Linked DNA regions of Mus musculus: region 2 is linked to region 1. Evidence: chromatin contacts called from public Hi-C data. All regions are on one chromosome and are shown on one strand. The core of a region is the stretch at or near the end of the contact, and the rest is flanking DNA. Distances in the headings are between cores, read along the strand shown. Region 1 overlaps Spata5 (spermatogenesis associated 5). Region 2 overlaps Spata5 (spermatogenesis associated 5).

Region 1 (5,013 bases), core at 794-3,293:
TTATTGCCCATTAACATTTCGAAGATGTTACTTCTTTCTGGACCCTGAACCTAATACTCTCATTTCCTCTATTGGTAATGTGGGCATAACTTCACATACTGGCTTTCTTGCAGGCATGCAGGGCAGAATATAGTACTTAACTGTAACCTAGGCTCAGAACAATGCCAGGGAAGGCAGTCACTACCACAGTGCTACACAGTGTTAATAGGTAAACAAACTCAATCATACTATTTACTTAAGCTTTGCTGGCCAAGACAAACCTATCCATTTGAAAGAAAATGTAAAAAAGTAAACAAATAGTGAGCTAAACAATTATGAAGATATCCTCTTTCCAAACTATAAATGCATTGATTTGTTTGTCATTTATAAAAGCTTGAATGAAAGTTAGAAAAAGAAAATATAGCCCTATAAAACAGTAGTATACAATTTTTGGTGAGATTCAACTTTCTGAACTACCTGAAGGGAGAAAAACCATTTAGCTTTTAAATGTGCTCTCAAATTAAAGATCAAAAAGGAGAAACTTACCCATAGATCTGGCTAGAGCCAAACTTTAGACTCAGTATCTTATTTTCTTCTCTACTTTTGAAATGGTTCAATCTTTTTGGGCTTGCATCATCCTCTGCAATATTCAAGGCACTAGATTCTCCTGTACATGCTTCCATTATTCTCACAAAACTCACACTTGTTAACACTTCCTCATTTCCCACACAACAACCATGCCTTCTTTAAATTCTTGTTGTTACTCTAAGCACAGCACCAACTGAGTGAGGTACTAGTACCAATAGAGGATACAAGCTTCACTAAGGACTTATAATGATACTAATATTTCAAAAATGGGAACCAGTTCTAAAAAGAAGAAAACCTTTAGGTCCCAATTGTGTTTATTTTGAACTTGCCATATCCACACAGCTCTACAGTGCTATAATATAGATACTGGCAAACAACTTGAATAGACAGAAGCTAGAGATGGAATTTCAATTATAGATTGTGTAGTAAATATATGGATATAAAACAAATCATATATGACAAAGGAAAAGGCAGGAATGGGAGAGGAAAACAACCATTTTGTTGCTAAATCAGTATGGTGCTAGCAAGGTGGGGTGAAGTGGACAATGAATGGGGCTTCTTCAATTTTCAGTCTTCCTTGTTTCTAGCTAAATACTTTCCAGACTAGTCAACCAAAGCAGACTTGTATCAACACAGACTGATTAAAAAGTTCCTCATAAAGTTAAGGTGATCAGAAGAAGCAATCCACTGAAGACGCACTTCCCCAAATAAAAAAATTCAAATGAAACTGGACTCCCGATATGAAGAGAGACCATGTAAACACCAACCACACGAAATTCCAGATGCCAGGCAGTCTGAGCAGCTCGGCAATAACTATCACACCGTGAAAGAAAAAGGTGCTAACGGGTCTCAAAGGACTATTTATGATAATTTAATGCAATGATTGCTGTGAAATAGCTGATGTATTATGCACACTAACACATATTCAATAGTACAACTGAAAGTGAAAGCGAAACTTAAGATAATTAAAAGTACAATTTAAAATTTTAATAAATATAATGGTATTTATCCATTATATTTTCATTCCCTTTTCCCCTCATAGAGAGAGAATCCATAAAAGGATGCACTTTGATTTACATGAACTTTTCCCTTGCATTCTCAAACACTTGCCAAGGAGCTATTCTCGTTTTATAGACAGAAGTCCTCTTCTCACAAAAAGACCAAATTAAAATCAGAATCTGGCTTCAAATGACTGAAAACCCATTTCTAGTACAGGCAATCTATATAAGAAAAGGCAAACTAGGTTACGCTGTGCTGTAGAAAGCTATATTGTTCATAATTAGGTTGGCTGTTTACATGATAGGGGGTTTACACTAAGAAGGGGTCTAAATAAAAAGTGAACATTTCTTGTTCTTTAGGACCATGTCAATAAATGGTCACAAAAATGAAGACTGGCTATTCATAAAGTGTATGGTAACACTGCAATATAGGAAAGGTATGGTCCCTCAACCCGAATCATCCTCTAAATAAGTTATGACAAAACAGACTAGATCATAATCATATAGCAATCATTTAAAGGATCATTAACATTCTTTTCTGTTGTGGAGCTCCACGTGAAGAGAAAGGAAACCAGATTTCTAACAGCAAAATCTACAAGATCATGTAGTATTAACATTTCCAACAATAGAAGCTAACATCAGAGTCAATCTGAAAAGCAGAAAGTAAGGGCAGTTGACAAAAAGATTTCCTCAAATGTGTTACATCCTGAAGACAGAGTACAAAACCTAGATCTTACACATTTTTGATGCATGAGCTGAGCAACAAAACCTTTGTCCCTGAGTTTCCTATCTATAACAGTAATCTCCCACTGAAATAAAAACAAATCTTCAGAAGGAAGACAGGGATCTAAAGTTATTTACCACGTAGTTCTATACTATAGGCTGAAACTGAAACCACACAAATGTCAGTTCTTAATGAAACCAGAGCAGGGAGACTGAAGAACACAGAACACACCTAGCTATCTTCCTCTTTTCTTGACCTAGTTGATTTTAAGGTCTCTATGCTTTATTTCAAATGAGAAGATTCCTAATTCAAAGTAGATCCTGAAAACTCAACCATGAACATAATTGATAAAACACACACACGACAAAAAGAATAATTGAAAAATTAAAATGGGGAGATAAAGTTATTCCAGTCATCCAAAAGAAAATAAAACCGCAATTACTAGATTGTAAAAGATACAAGATGTCATTAAATGTCATGCATATAAAAGTCAACTGAAATAAAATAAGAGATGTAGTAAAGAAGAACATAAAACAACACACAACTATACAAAATATTGAGAAGTGATACACAAAAACAAGAAAGAAAACATGGGTGACTATGTTAATAACTAGAGAATTAGAATACAGAGTCCAGAGGGGATGTAGTATGTTATGGATGTGTAGGAACTAAGAAGCAAGTATGAATCAACACTAATGAGAATAAAAAAGGAAAGAGATAAATCCAGAATCATACTTTACAGTTTTCTCTCAGAAAGTAGTGGACCCAAAAAACAAACAAACAAACAAAAACCAAAAACCAAAAAACCAACACCACAGGACTTTGGTAGGGTACCACACCAAACAGAGACTCTTTCAAAGGACATAGGAAACATTCAATGAGAGATCACATCTTAGATCAAAAAAGGAAAACAAACTAGTTTTAAAAAGTCAAACTAATTTTAAATTTTTTAAAAAAATAATTACTCTCTGATCATAAAAACCTGATCTCCAAAGAGTATATGGAGAATTCCAAATATTTAAAAATTAGGCAACATATTTCTAAATACTTTATCAAACACTTGAGCTGACTAAAAATAGAACACATCTAAGGTTTTGTGAAACATAGGGCAATAGTTTCCGGAGAGAAATCTTTATCATTTGTAAAGCTTCAAGTTAATAATTAAAGTACCAGCCACAAAAATGAGAAAACAAAATATAAAAAAGGAAGTTATAAGAAAGAAATAAAATTAAATATAACAAAGCAATAGAGAAAAATCAGTAAAGCCACAGCAGTGACATGACAGAAGAAACTTAAGAGGATGGTCTAGTAAAACTGACAGAACAGAAAAAAGACACAAAGGAGAGACAAAAAAAAAAAAAGAAAGAAAGAAAGAAAGAAAGAAAGAAAGAAAGAAAGAAAAAGAAAGAAAGAAAGAAAAAGAAATCTCCACCCCCCCAAAAAAAAAACCCTGCATGTTTACACAAAATCCTGCCATAAACATTTACAATATTATCCTTCATTGCAAAACTGATAGTTTAAATGCCTGTGAATAAGTGTACATATAAACTGACCAGAGTTGTACTTTATAAAAACTGAACTTAGATGCACAGCAACAACCTAACTTCATGAAATGAAAGAAATCATTCTCAAGAGACTACATACTGTACATATGCAACTCTGTGACATTACAGAAGGAACTAATGGAATAGACGGGACTACTATTTAACACAAATAGGAAGAAAAAGGGTGGTGGCATAAAGTAACTCTTTTTGAATAATTAAATCAGTGTACATTATAATTATGGGACTGCATCACTAACTCTACAGTTGTCAACTCAAAAATTTAGTTCCCAGCTCTGTGACCTTGGTCAGATTTCTTAAATGTATATGTTGCTCTTTGTAGGATCAGGTATTATAATGGTATCTAACTCATAAAGTTAAGACAGGATAACTAAAAAGATATCTAACATATTATAAATGCATCACTTAAAAAACTGGAGTTGAATATGCCATACTTTAGCACTCAAAAGAGAAAATGCATTTCTATGTACTTGCGTTACAGCCTTTACTTATAGGTAAATAAGAGATCTTCCAGTCAAAGTCATGGGTAATGGTCACAAAGGGAAAGGATAAGAACTTAGCCCAGCAACAAGAAACTGATACATCACATCACCATGTATGTAAGCAGCCCTATATTCTCTTATCTTTCAAAGACCTAATAAATTTCTGTAAACCCAACATTCAACATTCAGGATTCTTTTGAATCCTGAAATCCTGGGAGAGGGGGTGTTTGTTTGTTTGTTTGTTTGTTAGAGACAATGTTTCTCTGTGTAGCCCTGGCTATTGTCCGGGAACTCACTCCTTAGACCAGAATGGCCTCAAACTCAGAAATCCACCTGCCTCTGCCTCCCAAGAGCTGGGATTAAAGGTGTGCGCCACCACTGCCGAACATTCACGATTCTTTTTCATAGGTTTAAAAGAATAGGCATAATAAATATGAAGAATAATATTCAACGTATTTAATGCAAATAAAAGTGTATAAGGTCTGATATACATCAATAAAATTATGTAATCATAGTAATTATATAATAATTTTCTAAAATTATTACCAAGCATTTAAAAATCTTGTATTTGGACATTATTACAGCTCACACTCTGTTCTATTGTACTTCTGTTTTTCTACTTCCAAGACAGGACCCTTCCTGCCTCAGCACTTTGATGCATTACCAAGCCTGGTACATTT
Region 2 (4,728 bases), core at 460-2,959, 82 kb before region 1:
CAAATAAAAATACTAGAGATTAAACAAGCTCAGACTAGATGATGTTAATAAGAATCTGTTTAACAGAATCCACAGTAGGTATAAATAATTTCTCAAAGTGTTCTACATGTGTATTCAGTGTGAGCCTTGGGAAGATTCCACATCTTGACCAGGCACTTTGCTGAGTGGCCTTTCTGAGCATTTGGCCCCAGTCAGGGCAATCCTTCAGCAGCTGGCATGCTGGTGCTTTTAAGAAGGTACTCTATATGAATACGTTCTGTTTGCTAAGACTTGCTCAACTTTTGTCTGGCCTATAAGCAAATATAAATGTGTCTCTGTCCTAAGACAGAGATTTAGACTATGGACAGAGCCATACCTTCTGTGCATGAGTCTTCAAATGTTAATGGGAGTGCTGGGTCAAGACGTGGGGCCTTCCCAAGGCTCACACTGAATCTGTACGTAGAACACTTTGAGAAATTATTTATATCCACTGTGGAGTATAAAGTGGTATTAAAAAAGATCTTTATTTAACATTCATTAAGTCTAATCCTCTTTAATCTCTTGCATTTTTATTTGGTTTCTATGTTTTTAACTCAACCCAATTATGTAGAATTCGCTTATGGAATGACAAGTAAGATAGCCACATGTGATTTGTAAAGAAGTGTTACCTCTCAAAAGCAGGAAAGTTTTGTTTCTTCAGAAATATGCTAAGGGAAAAAAGAATAATTGTTTAAGAAAAAGTATGTAGATGGAAAAACTTGGTATTTTAACTAAAAAAAAAAAAACTTTGTGGTTGGCTGCCCTTATAAAGTAAAAAACATACACACTAAAAAGTAACTTAATGCTTGAATTTCTCTTATCTCAAATACTTTACTTTTGGTATCATTTGTAACTACAAAGTAATTCTTTTAAAAACTGAATGTATTTGAGTGTGTGTGTGTGTGTGTGTGTGTGTGTGTGTGTGTGTGTTAGGGTAGGGAATGGACCTGTGTGTTGGGGGTTGGTCTAGTGCTATTATGTATTCAAATGCTAAATATCAGCCCCCAAGATTTGGTTGCAGTCCCAATAAGCTGGTTCTCACTTACACCAAATGATTCTGACTGGCTAAATAAAAGTGGCTTTACTGCCAGTTACAGAGGAGAATGGAGGTAGGCAGGGTTTTGGTTACTGGGGTCACAGGTAGGGATCATGAAGAGAATGAGAGAGAAAGCGAGGAGGAGGAGAAAGAAGACAGAGAGAGCAGGAGCATTTCCAATCATTAGATGGGATGGGTCAGGAGCACATGAGACATACTCCCTTAGGACAGACTGATGGAATACTAACAGCCTGGGGTGAGACTCAAACAGCAAGTAAGTAACTTGGGGAGGGCAGCTGGCAAGTAGCCAGAGTAGCATAAAAAATAGTTCAGGGATAATGCCCAGTAATTGTACTAAGGCTGATTAAATAAATCAATAGGACTCTGTCTCGATTATTGGGGGGGCTGGCAGATCATATTAAGAACTAACAGAGTTATTAAACCCCACACAACAACACTTGTGGCAGAGGACAACTTGCTGGAACTAGTTATCTCCCTCAATCATGTGGGTCCCAGGAATTAAACTTAGGTTCTGAGGCTTGGCAGCAGTTGCTTTACCTGATAAGCTATCTCACCAGTCCCAAAGTAGTTATTTTAAAAGAAAAAAAAATCATTAGCTCGGCATGGTGGTATACACTTTAATCCCAGCACAGAGGCAGGTGGCTATCTCTGAGTTTGAGGCTGGCCTGGTCTACGAGCTGTTCCAGGCCAGCTGGAGCTACACAGTAAGTTTGCCTCCAAAGAAAAAAAAATTTGCTTCAGACTATAATCCTTTAGTCTCAGGAAGTGTAATTAATTTAAAAGTTGGTTTGTTTTAAGCTTCAATGTACTAAAATAAGAGAGAAATGACGGGCTGGTGAGATGGCTCAGTGGGTAAGAGCACCCGACTGCTCTTCTGAAGGTCTGAAGTTCAAATCCCAGCAACCACATGGTGGCTCACAACCACCCATAATGAGATCTGATGCCCTCTTCTGGTGTATCTGAAGGCAACTACAGTGTACTTACATATAATAAATAAATAAACCTTTAAAAAAAAAAAAAAAGAGAGAAATGACTTAAGTGATAGTATCTGATTAAAATGTGAAGATACAAATGTAAACTGAATTCTATGAACACTGTATAGCCAGCATGTCTCTTAGGGGAGAAGAAGAGCTACTCTACTCACCTGAACTAAATTAAGAAAACTTTTAAGAGAAGTCACTGTGTTACATTCATGGAAAACGAAACAGAAGGGCCACCTCAAACTGTGTGGAATGCAGATGGGAGAGTAAGCCACCAATGCCTGTTTAGAATGTGCAGTGAAATAACTAACATGAGAAACATGGAGTGGTGGCAAGGGGGAACAATACTGATGATAGTTAGGCTCGTGATAGAACCACCACGATGTGAAAGGTGCTGAGGAGTCTGAAGGGCCCAGGGCTTTCATCAACTTCCCAATAAACCAGCAAGAAGTTATCTCCCAATAAAACCGAAATTGATAAATGAAAACCGACAAACTAAATTTTAATTGGTTTGAACAGACTGCCCTAAATCATACAAAAGTTAAATGGCAGCTCTGGGTTTAGATGCCCAACTACAGTGACTATTCTCTACTTAGTCCACCAGACAGCCCTGAGCTAGATGAGAAGGCAGGTGCTGGGTGCTGAGCAACATCAGACTTTAGGGCCTGAACTTAAGGACCATCATGATGTGCAGGTGGTATTCTGCAAAGTTGGTCTTTGTAAAGACAGAAGTAGCAAAGGACAGACTACCTTCAAAGGGGTCAAAAGCAGCCTGACAGGACCGAAGTAGTTTTCCAACTATGCTTGTTTGCAGCTCTCTAAGCTTCTCAGGCTCTGGCAGTCAGAAAAGATAAGCAGCCACACTGGTGTGTCTACACTGTAGTATTGACACTGGTGTGTCTGACCTGTGGTTGAAGAGTGACACGTAGCCAAAGAAAGCTATGAATGGGCTCAATGGTTTAAATTTTAAAATATTTCTACTTTTTGTGTGTGGTGTTTGCAAGCTTGTGTGAGAAGCATGTACATGATGCACATTGTATATGTCTTCCTCAATTGCTCTCCACCTTATTTTTTGAGATAGGATCTCTCAAGGAACCTGGAGCTCACCAATCAGCTAGCCTGGCTGCCCAATCAACTCCACTGGTCTCTGCCTCCTCAGTCCTGGGGTTACAGACGAAGCATCACTACTGAATCTACTTTTACCACAAGGGCCAAGGAACTGAGCTCAGCTTCTCCTATCTCCCCAGCCTCAGCTATTCCGTTTTTGTAAAGTGACCCAGCAGTTCTCAAGTGTGAACTTTGTAGATGACAATGTTGTTACACAATGCTAAAAGTCTGAAAACACCAGGGAGAGAAGAGGTCCAAGAAGCAACCTTGGAAACATTTAAGCTTATCTCCATACTGGAGAATGGAATCTGTATGAAAGAGGAAAGAAAGGATCATGAAGCAAAGGGCTATCTGGCAGACGGCACTGAGAAGAACAGGGAGACTAAAGCTTGGGCTTGTTACAAGGACAAAAGAGCTCCAGTGAGACAGATCAACAGTGCCCAGTGAGGCAGCGCAGGCAGCCATTGCCAGTGAAGAGGAAGACTGTGTAACCTCACAGTAGCATGGCCAGAGGAATAAACTGCCCCAAAGTGGCCATGAAGCACAAAATGTTATTTCTAGAGTTGATTTTTAAATTCCTGAATTCATAACATAGAAATTTCATTCTGGCATTCACATAGTGGCATTTGTTGTTGTGGAGATAGGTAGAGTAGTGGTTCTGAGGAACTGCTCTGTAACTGCAACTGTAACCCAAGTCAGAGGGAGCCTAAAGAGCACATCCCCCAGTGTGGGGAAGACAACCCAGAAGTGATGCAGAAACCTCAGCTCTTCTCTACTGTCAAGTACCCTTCTTTTGTATTAACTTTATTTGTTTCACCTTAAGTCGCCCCCAATCATGCTGACATCTTCTACTGATTATATTAAATCTAAAAGTGTTCTTAAACAAACGAAAACTACTCACTTCCATTCCTAAGAGTCCTGCTTCCAATTTTCAGGAGGAAATTAAATAATGTATAAATCAAATACTGGGCCCAAGCCCAGACAGCTGAACATCGTTTTGTCCTTTCAAGGCAAAGAGGAAGTGTCTGCTGAGGGAGGGACAAGCCAAAAGAAATAAAGCTTAACCTCAGTCCATGTGAAAGTGATCTCAGATAACTAGGACGTCTGCAAGTACGTTAAAAATGAGACCACATACTAACACACAACTTTCCATGGACGTGAAAGGCTGTATCTGGATCTAACTCCCACCTTGAAAACAAACACATGCTGGGGAAAAGACACTGCCTTAGAAATCCTACTTAGAAGACAGAGAGAGGGAAGGAAGCCACAGGGAGGGAGGTAGACAAGAACTTCCCTGAGCACTTACTACAGACTCACAAATACATTTCACTGTAATTGAAAGCACTGCTAAAAAAATAAAAAGGTGGCCCCACCAGCCTGGTGGCGGAGGAGGAGCACAGTTACCCTCCGGACCTCAGATCATGTTGCTGGGAGTGTCAAGGAGCCTGTGGGCTATGCCTGCAGCCTGAGCACTGCCCTGGCCTTCTGGCTCACAGCACACTGGATCTGCTTTGCTGTAATGCATAAATTCACAGAGAAACATGAATGGATAACAACAGAGGAAGG

The links. A called contact is a pair of places that touch in the nucleus more often than the background predicts.
Region 2: a contact with region 1 is called in a Hi-C map of the G1E-ER4 cell line, with 2.0 times the contacts expected there. The contact joins two enhancer-like sites. A contact is called at or near these places in 2 of 39 promoter capture datasets (the 3T3-L1 cell line and HPC-7-derived erythroid cells), 1 of 15 datasets of contacts at CTCF or cohesin (CD8 T cells), 11 of 484 Hi-C or Micro-C datasets (CD4 T cells, the G1E-ER4 cell line, the HPC-7 cell line and 8 more) and 3 of 115 datasets of contacts at active chromatin or transcription factors (the 230-238 cell line, bone marrow-derived dendritic cells and embryonic stem cells).

What each region holds. Positions count from the first base shown.
Region 1 is chr3:37,474,086-37,479,098 of GRCm38.p6, reverse strand. The region is part of intron 14 of Spata5 (spermatogenesis associated 5); the gene reads right to left. Among named protein-coding and RNA genes, the nearest start is that of Spata5, 57 kb to the right of the region's middle. Within about 2 kb of position 2,043, at least 38 of the 459 cell types and tissues checked have an H3K27ac peak or open chromatin away from gene starts, as enhancers often do. A contact at or near this core is called in the G1E-ER4 cell line and erythroblasts, where this site is marked.
Region 2 is chr3:37,556,457-37,561,184 of GRCm38.p6, reverse strand. The region is part of intron 15 of Spata5 (spermatogenesis associated 5); the gene reads right to left. The region is part of intron 2 of Gm36412 (a long non-coding RNA gene); the gene reads left to right. Among named protein-coding and RNA genes, the nearest start is that of Gm36412, 44 kb to the left of the region's middle. Within about 2 kb of position 1,709, at least 16 of the 459 cell types and tissues checked have an H3K27ac peak or open chromatin away from gene starts, as enhancers often do. A contact at or near this core is called in the G1E-ER4 cell line and erythroblasts, where this site is marked.